Linked DNA regions of Hordeum vulgare: region 2 is linked to region 1. The links are chromatin contacts, called in public Hi-C maps. All regions are on one chromosome and are shown on one strand. Each heading gives the region's core, a stretch centred on a gene start, on an enhancer-like site or on the middle of the called end of the contact. The rest is flanking DNA. Distances are from core to core; before and after follow the strand shown.

Region 1 (7,707 bases), core at 2,167-4,666:
AGACTGTTGGAATTATGCCCTAGAGGCAATAATAAATATAGTTATTATTATAATTCCTGTATCAAGATAATCATTTATTATCCATGCTATAATTGTATTGAATGAAGACTTATATACATGTGTGGATACATAGACAAAACACTGTCCCTAGCAAGCCTCTAGTTGGCTAGCCAATTGATCAAAGATAGTCAGTGTCTTCTGATTATAAACAAGTTGTTGTTGCTTGATAACTGGATCACGTCATTAGGAGAATCACGTGATGGACTAGACCCAAACTAATAGACGTAGCATGTTGATCGTGTCATTTTGTTGCTACTGTTTTCTGCGTGTCAAGTATTTGTTCCTATGACCATGAGATCATATAACTCACTGACACCGGAGGAATACTTTGTGTGTATCAAACATCGCAACGTAACTGGGTGACTATAAAGATGCTCTACAAGTATCTCCGAAGGTGTTCGTTGAGTTAGTATGGATCGAGACTGGGATTTGTCACTCCGTGTGACGGAGAGGTATCTCGGGGCCCACTCGGTAATACAACATCACACACAAGCCTTGCAAGCAATGTGACTTAGTGTAAGTTGCGGGATCTTGTATTACGGAACGAGTAAAGAGACTTGCCGGTAAACGAGATTGAAATAGGTATGCGGATACTGACGATCGAATCTCGGGCAAGTAACATACCGAAGGACAAAGGGAATGACATACGGGATTATATGAATCCTTGGCACTGGGGTTCAAACGATAAGATCTTCGTAGAATATGTAGGATCCAATATGGGCATCCAGGTCCCGCTATTGGATATTGACCGAGGAGTCTCTCGGGTCATGTCTACATAGTTCTCGAACCCGCAGGGTCTGCACACTTAAGGTTCGACGTTGTTTTATGCGTATTTGAGTTATATGGTTGGTTACCGAATGTTGTTAGGAGTCCCGGATGAGATCACGGACGTCACGAGGGTTTCCGGAATGGTCCGGAAACGAAGATTGATATATAGGATGACCTCATTTGATTACCGGAAGGTTTTCGGAGTTACCGGGAATGTACCGGGAATGACGAATGGGTTCCGGGAGTTCACCGGGGGGGGCAACCCACCCCGGGGAAGCCCATAGGCCTTGGGGGTGGCGCACCAGCCCTTAGTGGGCTGGTGGGACAGCCCAAGAAGGCCCTATGCGTCATAGGAAGAAAATCAAAGAGAAAAAAAAGGAGGAGGTGGGAAAAGGGGGAAGGACTCCTCCTTCCAAACCTAGTTGGACTCGGTTTGGAAGGGGAGGGTTGCCCCCCTTGGCTCGGCCGAAGCCCTTGAGGGTCCTTGGACCCCAAGGCAAGGCTCCCCCTCTCCCCCCTATATATACGGAGGTTTTAGGGCTGATTTGAGACGACTTTTCCACGGCAGCCCGACCACATACCTCCACGGTTTTACCTCTAGATCGCGTTTCTGCGGAGCTCGGGCGGAGCCCTGCTGAGATAAGATCACCACCAACCTCAGGAGCGCCGTCACGCTGCCGGAGAACTATTCTACCTCTCCGTCTCTCTTGCTGGATCAAGAAGGCCGAGATCATCGTCGAGCTGTACGTGTGCTGAACGCGGAGGTGCAGTCTGTTCGGCACTAGATCGTGGGACTGAACGCGGGACGGTTCGCGGGGCGGATCGAGGGACGTGAGGACGTTCCATTACATCAACCGCGTTCACTAACGCTTCTGTTGTACGGTCTACAAGGGTACGTAGATCACACATCCCCTCTCGTAGATGGACATCACCATGATAGGTCTTTGTGCGCGTAGGAAAATTTTTGTTTCCCATGCGAAGTTCCCCATCACTAGGACAGGGGTGGTAGTTTAATTGGTTGACATGATGTTTCTTTATTGAAATGTTAATCATGATGTTTTGATTGATAATTGGAGTGCTTTAATTGGTACAACTCATTGAAGTAATGTAGGCAATCGGATATCATAGGTAGTATCATACATGTAAACTAGGCATTTTTTATTAGATGTCACATAATTAAATGAGGAAAGAGGAGGTTGGGTATCATGATATGATGTGGTTTTATATTAAAAATGTAATAGTTTGTGTCATGTATATCAATAAATAAGGTCTCTATGATACCAAACTATATTATTATGCATTATGGAGATGTGTGTTATGTTATTAGCTAAGTTACTCTTACTATCGCCAGCCTAAAGCTGAACGGTGTGCATAGCCTTTTCCCCCTCTCGCGAGGCGACTAGGGAAAGCCTTCCTCCCCTCCATCTCCTGTAGCAAGCGCGTGGATTAGCCTCCCCTTCGCCTACTGGTGACGTGGAGGGAATTTCTGACTTCTGGGCTCCGGCTAATTGATATGTAAGGTTTTAGTCCTCGTACACGCGGCGATCGGTCGGATCCTAGGGCTTCTTCTTCGAGTCGGTCTTTCGAGCTTCGATTCTCCTCAAGTTCGCCGGCTGGCAGATTAGACAGAGCTCTGACGTAGATTCCTGTCAGTTCCTCGAGTCGACCAGGTTAGGGTTTCTTATCGTGCATATGCAACATCGAGTTTTGGTGTCAGGTTTTTCATATCAATTCAAGGATTCAATAGTGTAGACTACGACTCCAAGGCGCTAGTCCTTAGGGGGGCGTATAGGAAGACTTTCCGGTTGTTAACGACAATGTTAGACCGGATCCGGTATGGGAGAGTCGGCAACGATGCATCGACGACTGCAGTGGTTGTTTGGTGATCCATGGCCCTCAATAAACTTTTTTATTATGTTTGAGGTGCTTTGTACCTTTGCTGGATCTTTATAACATATCCGACTTTTCCGCGAGGGGGCGGGGGAGGGGGAGATGAATGATCTTCGCCCGTTATATTATTTAATTTTGTTTTGATTGTTGATTGATTTATTTTTTTTGGGTTAAGAATGTGTGCAGCTCAGCGAATCAATTTATGATTGAATGGTTAGGAGGATAGTGGTATCCTCGTTCCATCAAAGTTTAAGTCCTAAACTTGACATTGATGCTCCTATTTTTTAAATTTATTTCAGACTTTTGCAGCGATGGTTGTTTAGTGCGAGGAGATGTTCGCATCGGATACGAGGCGTATGTGGTGACTTTGTCACTTTTGAGATGTTATGTCGTCTTAGTTAGTCGAAGGTGTTTATATGAATATAATGTGTGTACATTCATAGGATAAACGTATGATCGTGTATATATGCCAACTTTCATTGTAATGTGTTCTAAAAAAAACCTGTGCAGTTCAGAAAGACCCAGATCAAGGTTGATCCTTGCACAGGCTCAATCAACCCCCTCCAACAGATTTTTGGCACGCGAGTCACGCCATGCATAGGATTCGAGAATTGTGGTCGCCCAAGCCTGCACGTGCCATGCGTTAAAGAGATGGACCTACTGGACCGGATGTTTGTTTGCAACATCCCGATTTGAACATGGGGAGGGGCCGGACTCGTCGGGTGCTTGTCGGCTACATCGAAATAGCATTGATCGATCGAAAGGGATCGATCGGCATTAATCAACCGAAATAGTGAGCCACCCGGAAACGGGACTTTTCGGTCACGACAATGCTTGCACGGGCACGTACAAATGTACAATCCATACAGTAGACGATCGGATTGGATTGTAAGTGGACAGCTTACCGGGCATTGTGGGACTGACCCACACTAACCACCATTCCTTACGCGGGATTATGCCGGAGTCCACTTATTTTTAAGTGGTTAACGCAGGGTTCACATATTACCATTTACTAGTAGAACGCCCAACGCACGGGCTTTTAAAAAGAAACTAAGATGCTGATGATAGAGCTAGCTAAAATAATTGAAAACAGTGTCATCTCAGCTAACACAACAATAATGTTAGAGCATCTATAACCCTCCCTATCAAATCCTCCACAAACATGAAAGAGAAGGAAAAGAGGTGACCCAACCATACAGCTCATATCATCGCTATACGATCAAGTTGTTCACAAACCCTTGTATGTGCACAAAATATGAAGAGGATATGCAGGCTCCAGACGCGTCCGGGCAGTCTATCACATAGGACACTGCCCACCCCAGACCACCTTTCTTTCTTCTCTTTCTTCCTCTTCATCTTCATCAATCACATACAAGTGAATAGAGATAAGAGGAGAAAATGAGAAACATGACTGCATGCAGAGAGAAAAGAGGGCTAACTGATCTGCCGTGTCCAATGGATGGATTTGCTAGATCCAGTTATAGATGATATCTTAGTGAAAACTATATAAAATATGTTTTTATTCCATAGCATCATGAATACAATTCGATGAATACCAGACCCAAGTTTTATATAACGTATTCATTAGCCAAGCATCTAACCCACACCACCATGTACTCCCCCCTTGATTGCATGCATTCATTTACCTCCTTAGCGATAGGGCCATAGATTGAACTATCAATATCTTGGCTTCTTAACTTAAAAGCCGCTATCTTTTGTGTCTGTCTCCAGGATAAGTTTTGCCACTTTTAATTTACGTGTAAGCTGAGAAACCCACCGACATGCCTTGAGTTCAGCCAATTCAGGGACCATGGTGAAGGAGAAAAATGGCATGTGCCCCCGCTTGCAAAAGATATTATTAAAATCAATCAATAGTTAAATGGTTAGGAAGATTGTGGTACCATCCATGTGTGATTGCATGTGTCTTGGTCGTGTGCCTACTGCTATCCAAATCTGTTTAAACATTTATCAAAATACATGACATTTTTTTTATTAATTCAAATAAAAGCACATCAAAGGACCAAGAATTCGCGTCGCTACTCTCATTTCCCACCGGTCATTTTTTCCTCGTTTTTTCATGGGGAGTACTTATGCATACATCCTAATATCTCAAAGTTTAAACCTTGTAGACATGGAGATTGCACATAGAATATAACTTTTTACCATTATCACTTAGTTACCTGGTAGAAGATGCCATCTTTTTTACGGAATTATGATGTAACTATTAAACACTTAATTGTATTATCTTCTTTATGAATATAGTGATTCTAGTATAATGCCCGTGCGTTGCCATGGGCCAAACAAAAATTCTACAATTAATAAAAATGCACTTATTATAAAGTGTATCTACCTCGATGGGTTTTCAAACTCTCCCAACAACAACGTCTTAGGGGGATGAAGATGTTCTCCCCCATGCAGTATGACAATATCAAGGTGGCTCAAAAGAACAGAAATGATACCAACACGAAATGGACTGTCCATGTATACTTGCATGGGGTTCTTATGAGTAATGTTGGCACCCGAGGAGCTGATCCATCAATCTTGCATGGAGTTTTTCAGGTGCCACGAAGAGGTATCAATATTCCTAGTATGTTGAAGATTTTGAAGTATATATTGGTCCATACATGTATATACAAGTACATAAACCCCTCCATCTTCAGCTATAATATAATACTCCCCCCGTTCCTAAATATTTGTCTTTGTAGAGATTCAACTACGGGCTACACACGGAGCAAAATGAGTGAATTTACACTCTAAATTATATCTACATACATCCGTTTGTAGTCCGTAGTGAAATCTCTAGAAAGATAAATATTTAGGAACGAAGGGAGTATAATGGAAGTGAAGTTCAACACTTCTATTAGAGATGTAATGACCACTACACCTTTTTGGTTTGCACACTTTCTTTTTCTGTTTAATTTGAAAGTCCTATGTCCAATTCCTCAAGATTTTAGCTTAGTCTCTTTGCCAATATGATCTAGTTGGCTGCCTATGGGGAAGGAACAATTTATGAAGACAATAAGCCGTTGGTTGTGCCATGACAAGTGCAAGGGTTCTTGTAGTTATACTTGTCATGGAATTAGTTTATGCAGTTCTTACCTGATAACATTTTTTTAATCTCGACATTTATTGCTGGTTGTAGACTTATCACATTCACTGATCAATTGGTTAGACAGACTGATGGTTATTTAACCCATTAATTGCTTAAATAAAGACTAAAACACAAGATCACCCTTGTGGTTATAGTTGAATGGACGTGTGTGGCCAAGGAATATATTTTTTAGAAATACATAAATTGATCAAATATAATTGCAATTCACAATGTAAATTATGATAAGTATCGTCTAGGAGCCCATCCTTGATACCTCCATTGGTCTGATGCCCATCATCACTTCTCCTCTACTCTGATGTTCATAGAAGACGATGGAGGCCTGGTATCCATGCTCTATTTGCGGACCACATGAGCATAACGGTGAACTCCCATTTATTTTGCCCCCTTCGGCATTCTCCCTCATGCTCTCTTGCCCGGCCTTATCTAGCGCCGCTGGCCTGTTCACCAGCATATCTAACAATTCCTCCAAATTTCAGGGCCAACACAAAATTTTAAACATATGGTGGTAACAAATTTAGCTAAAAAGTGTGGAGAATAGGTCCAAGATATCCCAGTGCAGTTTGCTAATGAGAGATGAGATATTTTCCTTAAACCTTCCAAATGAGTTTAATTAGTGAAATGCTACTGAAAACATGAAGAACTATTCACAACATCAAATAGAAAACAACCTGGCCTCAGAACAATACCTTGTTGTACCTAGAATTTCACTGCCATAATGCCCGGGAAAACAACCGTATACTGTAGGGTGTAGGCACACATCAATAGCAGGATGGCCAAATATATATAATATTGAACAGCGGGAGATGGTCACATGATTTCTTGGATAACTACAACACCTGGTCAAACAAGCTAGACAATTAGATAGGTGAGAAACCATTAGCTGCTAAGCTAAGAAACTGGGCATGAAATTTTATATGCATGGAAATAAGATGACCATAACATGTTGGGAGAGAAATATACAGACATTTCCACCATTTACTTCAAAACATAGCATAAAATGATGTCTATATTATGCTAATACCTTGTCAACAATTTTATTGTTTCTTACCCTCCTGAGGCAAATAACACTATATCAGATTCGTCGTAGTGTTCAGTTATAACAAATTGTTCTCGCTGGCGATTACATCAGTATAAAATGGAAAGTATCAATCAAATTTTAAGTTGTCCATGGACTAAGGTGCAGAATGTGGTAGCTTGTAATCCCTTGTCGTCAACTTTGATGCCCAATCTGCATACCTTCTTGAAAAAAAACTAAATCAATTGTCGAGTCCATAGCCTATATCAGCTTCGTTCATAGTTGAATAATGCAGCAGAACACTTGTACTAATGTAAAAAAATGCAGGGTAGAATTGTTAGAAGTCTCCTAATGACATGACATTTTTGTTGCTGTTGCACACACAATGATTCTTGTTCTTCTACCTGCAGTTAGATACTCAGATGAACAACTGCATGCTTGCGAAGATTGTGGAAATACGTTTTATGTCGGTAGATTTGATTATAGCTGGGATTAATAAGAGGAGATCACTAAAAAAAGAAAAAATGAAGGTAATATTGGCATACTTCATCATAAAAGATCACTGTGTAAATCAGAAAAGATCACCCAAATTCAGAGGACCATATATAGTGGATGCCTGATCATATACCGCGAGTAATGTTCTGACCTGGGTGTGGCCACTACAGTCAACGTGGTGATTCTGACTTCAAGCATGGCCACATCTGTTGTACCCTGCGGAGGTGGTTCCGGCACCGCCGCACCAGTCAAAATTGCCTAGCATGCATGTAAGAAGCATTGCCCACGGTCTCCATGTTGCCGCACCCCAATCACAGCAAACCCAACATAACAAGACACACACCCTGTAAGAACAGAGGAATCTAAT
Region 2 (7,707 bases), core at 1,383-3,882, 150 kb before region 1:
TGAGATAGAAAAGGTATAAATGCATCTACAACAGTTTGAGAACAAAGTTGTCCTTGAGATCCAGTCAACACACAGCAAAAGGCAAAAAAAAGTCCACGTCTGAATAGCTCACTAACATGTGTATTAAAATAAAATTACTTAGCCAAAGCACAAGCAAACACTTCCGATTTTCATGTGGTATTTTCCCATAATACATAATTACATAGTGCGTTACAACATGCATGCTGAGCAAAAATATTCGTTCTCGATCATCGTTGGTTATTACACATAACCAATGCCTAGAAACCAGTTTGGACCAATAGTTTATAACCGTTTATAACCAAACTGTTTAAAAATATAACCAACTATATTCAAACTGGTTTCTTCACATACACAAACCAAAACCAAACTAAAAAAACTCAATCTAGTAAAACCTAAATTAATCAAACCGAAAGTAATAACCGAAACGTTGCACCTGGTTTTTTAATAACCATTCCTAAGTTTACCAAACATGAGACCAAGACTAGAAATAGTGAAACAAATAGTCCAATTTCAGACATGGCCAATTTAACCCCAATACAATATGAGCACATGACCCATGCGGCCAGCCGGCCAGCAAACCAATGACAAACAAAATAATAAATTGATGAATGGACCGACCCGCCCAAGACAACAAATCATCACATTGACATGACCTGGTGAAGAATAGAAAAAAGGAATGAGGAAGGGACGAGAGAGAGACAGATGATACTCTGTGGGTGATGGGGACAAGGCGGACGGCCAGCTCAGAACGATGGGATCGTGTCGCAGCGCTGATTCATGTACACGGCGCAGCCATCCCTGGGCACGATGGTTGGCATGTAGACCGGCTCGTCGCATCCCGCCGTCCTGTCCCGCCGGAACTCGGCCACGGACACGAACAGCGCCAGGAACAGCACGAGGTGGTTCAGGGCGTACCGCTGGCCGACGCATTGGTGGGCGCCGGCGCCGAAGGCCAGGAAGTTGCGCTTGCACGACACGTCCTCCCTGCGCGCCTCTGAGAAGAAGCGCTCCGGGTCGAACGCTTCCGGCGAGGTGAACCCCTGGAACGACGACTCGTAGACCGACGGGAACACGATGGCCCCCTTGGGCACCGTGTACCACTCCGTCAGCTGGAACGGCTCGCCGGCGACGTGCGGCACCAGCGTCGCCGGCGGGCGGTACCGGACCACCTCCCGCGCCACCGCCTGGGTGTACTTCATCCCCTGAATCTTCTCGGCCGTGATGGGCTTGCCGGACTCCGGCGACCAGACCGCGGCCACCTCGGCGCGCACGCGGGCGAGCACGTCCGGGTGCGAGTCCAGGGCGGAGACTGCCCAGCAGAGCGAGGATGTGGACGCGTCCTGGGCGGCGAACAGGAAATCAAAGAGGAAGACCCCAAACTCCTCGTCGTCGGTGTGCGCCGGCGGCGCCTGCCCCGCCGCTGCGGCCTCGTCGATCTCCCGCAGCGTCTCCTGCATCCAGTAGTCCACGAGGCACTCCGGCTCGCCGCCGGCGCGCATGCGCGCCTTGCTCTTACGCGCGCACTCCCCGAGCGTGCGCACAAGCCGCGCCACGGCCAGCCTCGCGCGCCGGAACGCGAACCCTGGCAGGTCAACGGGGACGGCCATGAGGCCGAGGTTGAAGAGGGCGTAGTCCTTGGCGAACCTCTCCCTTGCCTTCTCGGTGAGGTAGGACCCCACGAACACCGTCTGCGAGGTCTCCAGGTTCATGTCGCGGCAGGGCACCCGTATCGGCATGGCCTCGCCGGTGGCGGCGCTCTGGTCGAGCCACCTCCGGAGGTGAGCCAGGATGACACGCTGCTGGATGGCGGCGTAGGTGGAGAGCGCGCGCGGCGTGAAGTTGGGCGTGATCCGGCGGCGCAGGTCCTTGTGGTCCTCGCCGAACATGTAGATGAGGTTGTGGTCGCCGAAGAGCTTCTTGCCGAACGGGTGGCCGATGAGGTGGAAGGCGTCGGGGCGGACGTTGGCGAAGACGCGGTGGGACAGCTCGGAGTCGCGGATGAATACGATGAACCGGCCGAAGAGGAAGTCCGCGGCGAGCCCGGCGCCGGACTCCCTGGCCCGCGCCGCCTGCACGTCCCAGAACCCCGTCGGGTCGCGGATCATGCGCACGGCGCTGCCGAGGAACGGCACGACTAGCGACGGGCCTGGCAGGGGGGCCTTCTTGCGGAGGTAGGACAGCTGCTCGACCAGGAAGTAGAGCGCCACTGCCGCCGCCAAGAACGGCGCCGCCGCGCGCAGGTCGAAGAAACCGGCCGTGGGCAGCAGCTCCGCCATTGGGCCCTCCCAATGCTGGCTCGCTGAGGATGAGGTTATCGTGGAGCTCAAGGCTCAAGCTCTCCCTGGCCTGTACACTGAAAGAACACGAGTATTGTATTGAATTGGTCTATCGGAGACGGCATATTTATGGCATGCGTACAACGGTACAAGGGAGGAAGGTTGGAGTGGGAACCGGTGGTCAAAGGCTGGCTTGGTTGGGTGGTGCTGGGAAAACGAAAGGAGGCGGCCGTGTTGTGTTGTGTTGTGTTGTGTTGGGCTGGCTGCACGGGCGGGGGCGGATTGGCTGATGGCCTGCATTCGCTGCGCGCGCGGTGGAAGAAACGAGGTCCCCTTACTTGTGGACGCCGGAAGGGGGAAGCCTAGGGGACGTGGCCTCGTGCGTTTGTACCCTGACTTATGGCCTTGTGGGTGTTATTTTTACTAAATGACCCCTTGTGAAACTTAATTTGTCCTTTGACCCCTCAAGAAACTTAATTCAACATCTTACCCACGAATTCACACCTAACACGCCTAATTTACACGTCAAGCCGCCATACTGCAAGGCGTCTTGACCGTCCACGCTCGTCATTCGTAGCGTCAGCATAGCACCTCCGTGTCGTGCCTCACCGAAAGGAGTTACACTACATAGAACCCTTAACTTTTTAGATGGCCGACCTTCCCGAGAGTTTGCGACATATCTTGCTCTCATGCTGGATGAATTGATTTATGCTTGAAACACATAGGCTTCTCTAGTTTAAAGGTAACATGACCATCCGTTTGGTGTATCTGTCGTGGATTCATGTGATGGTACGACATATATAGATGGGTCGTTATAGAGCCAGTCCATTAGGTGTTCCAGCTTGTAGGATTGCACGCCCGTTGGTATGGTTTTGATTCATCCATCGCATGGGTGTGTGCTTCTCATGCACTACTTGTGGTTTGTTATCCCCGTGCATGTAAAAATGCGTTGTGACATCAAAAAATTAGGCAGCCTCGATGGACTAAGCACAATGGAATTTCTATTCCATCGGACACGTCCTCGTGGACCGTCGTCTCGAACGTCCCTTGCAGCCTCACCCCTTTGCCATGGACCTCCCGCACCTTTCCACGAGGTCGTTCTACTAGCGACCGACCCCGCCCCTTTTGTGCGTTGCTCCACCGCGTACCCCCCCCACACACACACCACCACCACCAACCTGACCCCAATCTGAACCCCAACCCCAAAACCAAGCCCAATATTAAATTCCCAACAATCGAAGAGTGGAAGGGTGAAGACACCGCACCAGTAACTAGATCTATCGAACCACTAGATATTCTTCTTGTGTGTAATATAAGGTTTATATGAATCAAGTTCAAAGGTTACAGATCAGTTATATATGACATATCCCGTCTAGGGAAGTTTAGGTAATATGAGCGTACGAACCCCCTCTATATCCTTTATCATGCTAGGACCAACCTATATCACCTACACCTAGTTAATGTTTGGCTATACTCCCAATTTATGTAGGATGGTGTGTTGTATTGTAGTGCACTTACACCATGGAAGCATTGTTAAAATTCAATATGGCACCACCTATGTGGAGATTTTAGTCAGCCAAATTCGATATATTTCCCGAAGGACCCGATTCACTATGAACTGGTTGATAGGGTGAGACTGGAGTTGTGTGTGGAAGAAAATTGTGTACTAAGGTTGGAAGAAAGTTATGGCGCCGACCCATGTCCTAGGTCATTTTGCACGATAATCGTCCTAACATAGACTTATGATTGGGAGAATTACAAGGGAATGGTCAGTGAAGCTTGCATCAAGATCGATGATATATATGCAGTGGTGGAGCCAAGTCATATCCTCTATGACATAGATCTTAATCGCATGTTGATAGGTTGGGATGGCCATAATTGTGGAGTCGGCAAAAAAGCTTAGTCAGTCCAGAGATCTATGATACCTTCACTCGCATCCAAACGTTGCTAGCACTTAGCACCCCGTTATAGGAGCACTTTATTGTAGAATATGAAAACCATGGATTTGGTGTATTTAACGTGAACAATGTGGCGGAAGGAACAGACGTTGAAGGAGGTAGCGAGACCGACAACGATGCAGGTTTTCTAGAAATGCCTTAATTGGAGATGTGATTAGTAGACATGGACATCGAGGAGGAAGAGGTGGAGGCAGTGTGGGAAACAATGGCCCTAGAGCGCCTACTTATAGAAATATCCACGAAGTTACGTGCACGAGAGATTGCAGTGCCATACAATGAGCTTAGCAATGCATGTTGCACTGCTTCCGAAGAGAGGGAGGAATAGAATGAATTGGAATAGTTTTTTATCCACATAGAGGACTCCGAGGATGAAGGCCCAACGGATCATTTCTAGTTCATCCTATTGGAGAAGGTAATTATTCGCACTATATACCAAAGGGACACCAGGACATATGAGTTTAGGGATTTAACCGATGTTGACCTATCAATTGTCACGGAGGAAGATATGTATGCTTTGGAGCTATTGGTGGTGGATAGGCCTCAAACAACAGAACAAGTGAAGCAAAATCCATGGCCCAAGCCTTTAATATATCCAGGGCTTGTTTGCTCCATGCTAGATATGAAGACATGGACACAGGAGTTCGCGGTCCGACACTATCGGCCTTATGACACCCATAAGTCACACAAGGACCAGGGCTATACCTCGAAGTTGTGCGCTCGATAGTGCAAACTGAACGAGCGATGGAAGATCTTTAGTGGCATAGCATCACACCAATGCATGCATGATCACGTCAAAATGTCATCACATGCATCTTACATGTGCCTTCATCAACCAACGTCTGAAACACGCCACAGTGAAGCATCAAATGCAGTCTGCATCACACTTGCAGGATTACATAAGCATAATATTTGAGTATGACGTGAATCAGAAAAAATCATGGAGGGCTAAGCAGCTCACTCTAAAGATGGTCTACAATGACTGACATGAGTCTTATGGTTTGCCCCTAAATCAATCGGCCATGAAATCATGTAATCCAAGAATGTTCTACTAGGTGGACTGTGACGCCCTCATTTATAATCGTGCACTAATCATACACCCATCATGCACGATCACGAATGGTGACCCATGTTAATATTGCAACACGGCTCTACTTTGAAAATGCTTAGTGATGCATTAGAGCATATCATCATCACACTTGGTGATGACATGCATCTCTGATGCATTTGTATTCCTCTTATTTATCGGTTTCTCCCCTCTTCTATATTCTTCTGGTAGACCCCGAGACTGTTGTTCACCCCGAGTACGACTATGTCGATGACGACCCGTCCTTCTCAGCAGTGTTTCCAAGCAAGCAAAACGCCCTTGATCATTCCGATATCGCCTATTCCTTCTCTCGACTGCTTGCATTAGAGTTGTGGTACTCTTACTGCTTTATCAGTAGATCCTATACTATTGCATAGCTTGTCTTTGCTACTACTGTTGATACCATACCCGTTCTCATGTAAGCTTAGTATAGATATGTTATTGTCTCATAAGTGGCCCTACACCCTTGTCTGTTTTCCCATGCTATATTATCGGGTCATGATCCCTTCAGGCCGTGATCGCGGATATACTATATATTACTACAATACTTATGGAATTGTTTGGAACGCGGGCTGAAGGGACATGTGGTACCATCCAGTAGTGGTGGCCTTGGTTCCCGATGGCCCCCGAGTGATTTGTTATGGCAGAACGACAGGGCAGGCGGAGACCATCTAGGGGAGAGGCGGGCCGAGGCCCTCGTCGATGTGTGTGGTTATTTAATAATAACACATTAGCGAGATTTGGGCATTTGACCCGAGACCGCCACTCGCATATACGCACTAATCGCTACGTGGGATAATGGTTATGGGGCTCTCGGCATCGTCAGTTCCTTCCAAAAGATCTATCAGATCTCACAGTTCAGAGATATGGCACGGAGACCAGCAGTCCGGACGAGGTGAGGCTGGACCGTCTATGTAACTTGTAGGAGCGCTTCGGGTGAGTGGCCGAACTACCCTTTGCTATTAGGATGTAGACCGGTGTGTTAACCTCTCTAGAGAGCCTAGTTAGGATTTTAATGTGTCGATCATCCGAGGTCGGGCATTACCCAAAAAAGTGTGTCCGGCTAAAGGGAATAGAGCATATCGGGTTATGTGGTGCACCCCTGTAGGGAAGTAAACTATTCGAATAGCCATGTCGATGGTAACAGGACGCTTGGATATATGAGAGTATCCCGATCTTATACAACTTCAACCATATAATTGATGAAAATACATTAGTCAGTAAATATGGGATGCCCGTGGATCTTTTCTTGAAAGGAGACGAGGAAGGATCTGAGGGTATTGTCTTGTTGTGTTAATTACTAGTTTGTATCATATGCGCCCATACTCCTTCTTTACTCCAAATGATCTTCTTCTCTTCTCTTGCTGCAAGATGGTGGCCCTTTTGTTACATAGAGCTCCCCCTTATTTCCGGCCTTTCTGTAGTATAGTCCACTAATACCGATGCATATGTAGCATAATTTGGATGTAAGTCTTGAGAGTACTTTGGATGAGTACTCACCGTTTCTTTGCTTCACTTTTCCCTCTACTTGCTTGTTGCAATTACATGGTGGAGTCTACGAGATAGAGGATCCCAAGGATGATTGCAACTTGGAGTTCGACGTCGAGGAGTAGTTCAGAGGTTCCACGGATGAGGCATGTGCCATTTCGATCTAGTGTCGTTGTTTTGCTCAGCCTTCTTAAGGCATCCTTCTAATTGTGTGTAGTCATACCTAACTCTTGGCATAATATCGGGTCTTATGACCCTGCCTTGTAATATATTGTTTCCTTGTTTAAGTTTGTGTCATAGAGTTGTGTTGTGATATTGACGCGAGTCACTCTTTGTGATCGTGCATGATGAGTGTATGATTAGTGCATGATTATAAACGAGGGCGTGATACTTGTGATGTGCGTTGGGTGGATCAATTACTTGAATACTATATGCCTAGCTTAATGGTTTTAAAGGAAGCGCTGTCAGGCAGACAACCCGGAAATTTTAGGGAGTCATTTTATTCTGTTGTGTGCTTTTAAAATAATTAAAAAAAGTGGGGAACCTAAAAAAAATCAAAAATAAAAGTGAAAACGAGAAGGCTGAGCACCGTTGAAGTGGGGGCTAACCTTGAACTTTGTTCATGACCACGAAAACTTTGTAAATCTTGATTACAGCAACTTTTCAACAAAATTAATTATGCCCTTGTACAAATCCATTGTATTGTAAAGTTAATGTGCTAAGATTTACCTTTAGGATGTTTGAATGGCTTGTTTGATATGTGTTGTGCAAAAACAGAAACTTTGGCTGTAGTGTTTTATTTTCCATATTTTACTGGAATGTCAAAAAAATTTGAATTTTTTTACACAGTACGTTTATACAATTGTTTTACCACTTACTA

Evidence for each region. Hi-C and Micro-C count contacts between places; a contact is called where the count stands out from the background.
Region 2: a contact with region 1 is called in a Hi-C map of seedling, with 2.2 times the contacts expected there. The contact joins the promoter of LOC123443155 here to the enhancer-like site in region 1. A contact is called at or near these places in 1 of 6 Hi-C or Micro-C datasets (seedling) and 1 of 1 datasets of contacts at active chromatin or transcription factors (embryo).

What each region holds. Positions count from the first base shown.
Region 1 is chr3H:110,883,465-110,891,171 of MorexV3_pseudomolecules_assembly, reverse strand. LOC123443154 (a long non-coding RNA gene) reads right to left here. Exons shown (of 3, transcript XR_006630580.1): 1 at 7,492-7,707; 2 at 6,084-7,066; 3 at 3,727-4,074. Among protein-coding and RNA genes, the nearest start is that of LOC123443154, 5.3 kb to the right of the region's middle. Within about 2 kb of position 3,416, at least 3 of the 3 cell types and tissues checked have open chromatin away from gene starts, as enhancers often do. A contact at or near this core is called in seedling, where this site is marked.
Region 2 is chr3H:111,037,342-111,045,048 of MorexV3_pseudomolecules_assembly, reverse strand. It overlaps LOC123443155 (cytochrome P450 710A1-like), which reads right to left and starts at 2,632. Exons shown (of 1, transcript XM_045119440.1): 1 at 510-2,632. The coding sequence starts at 2,297. The coding sequence ends at 765.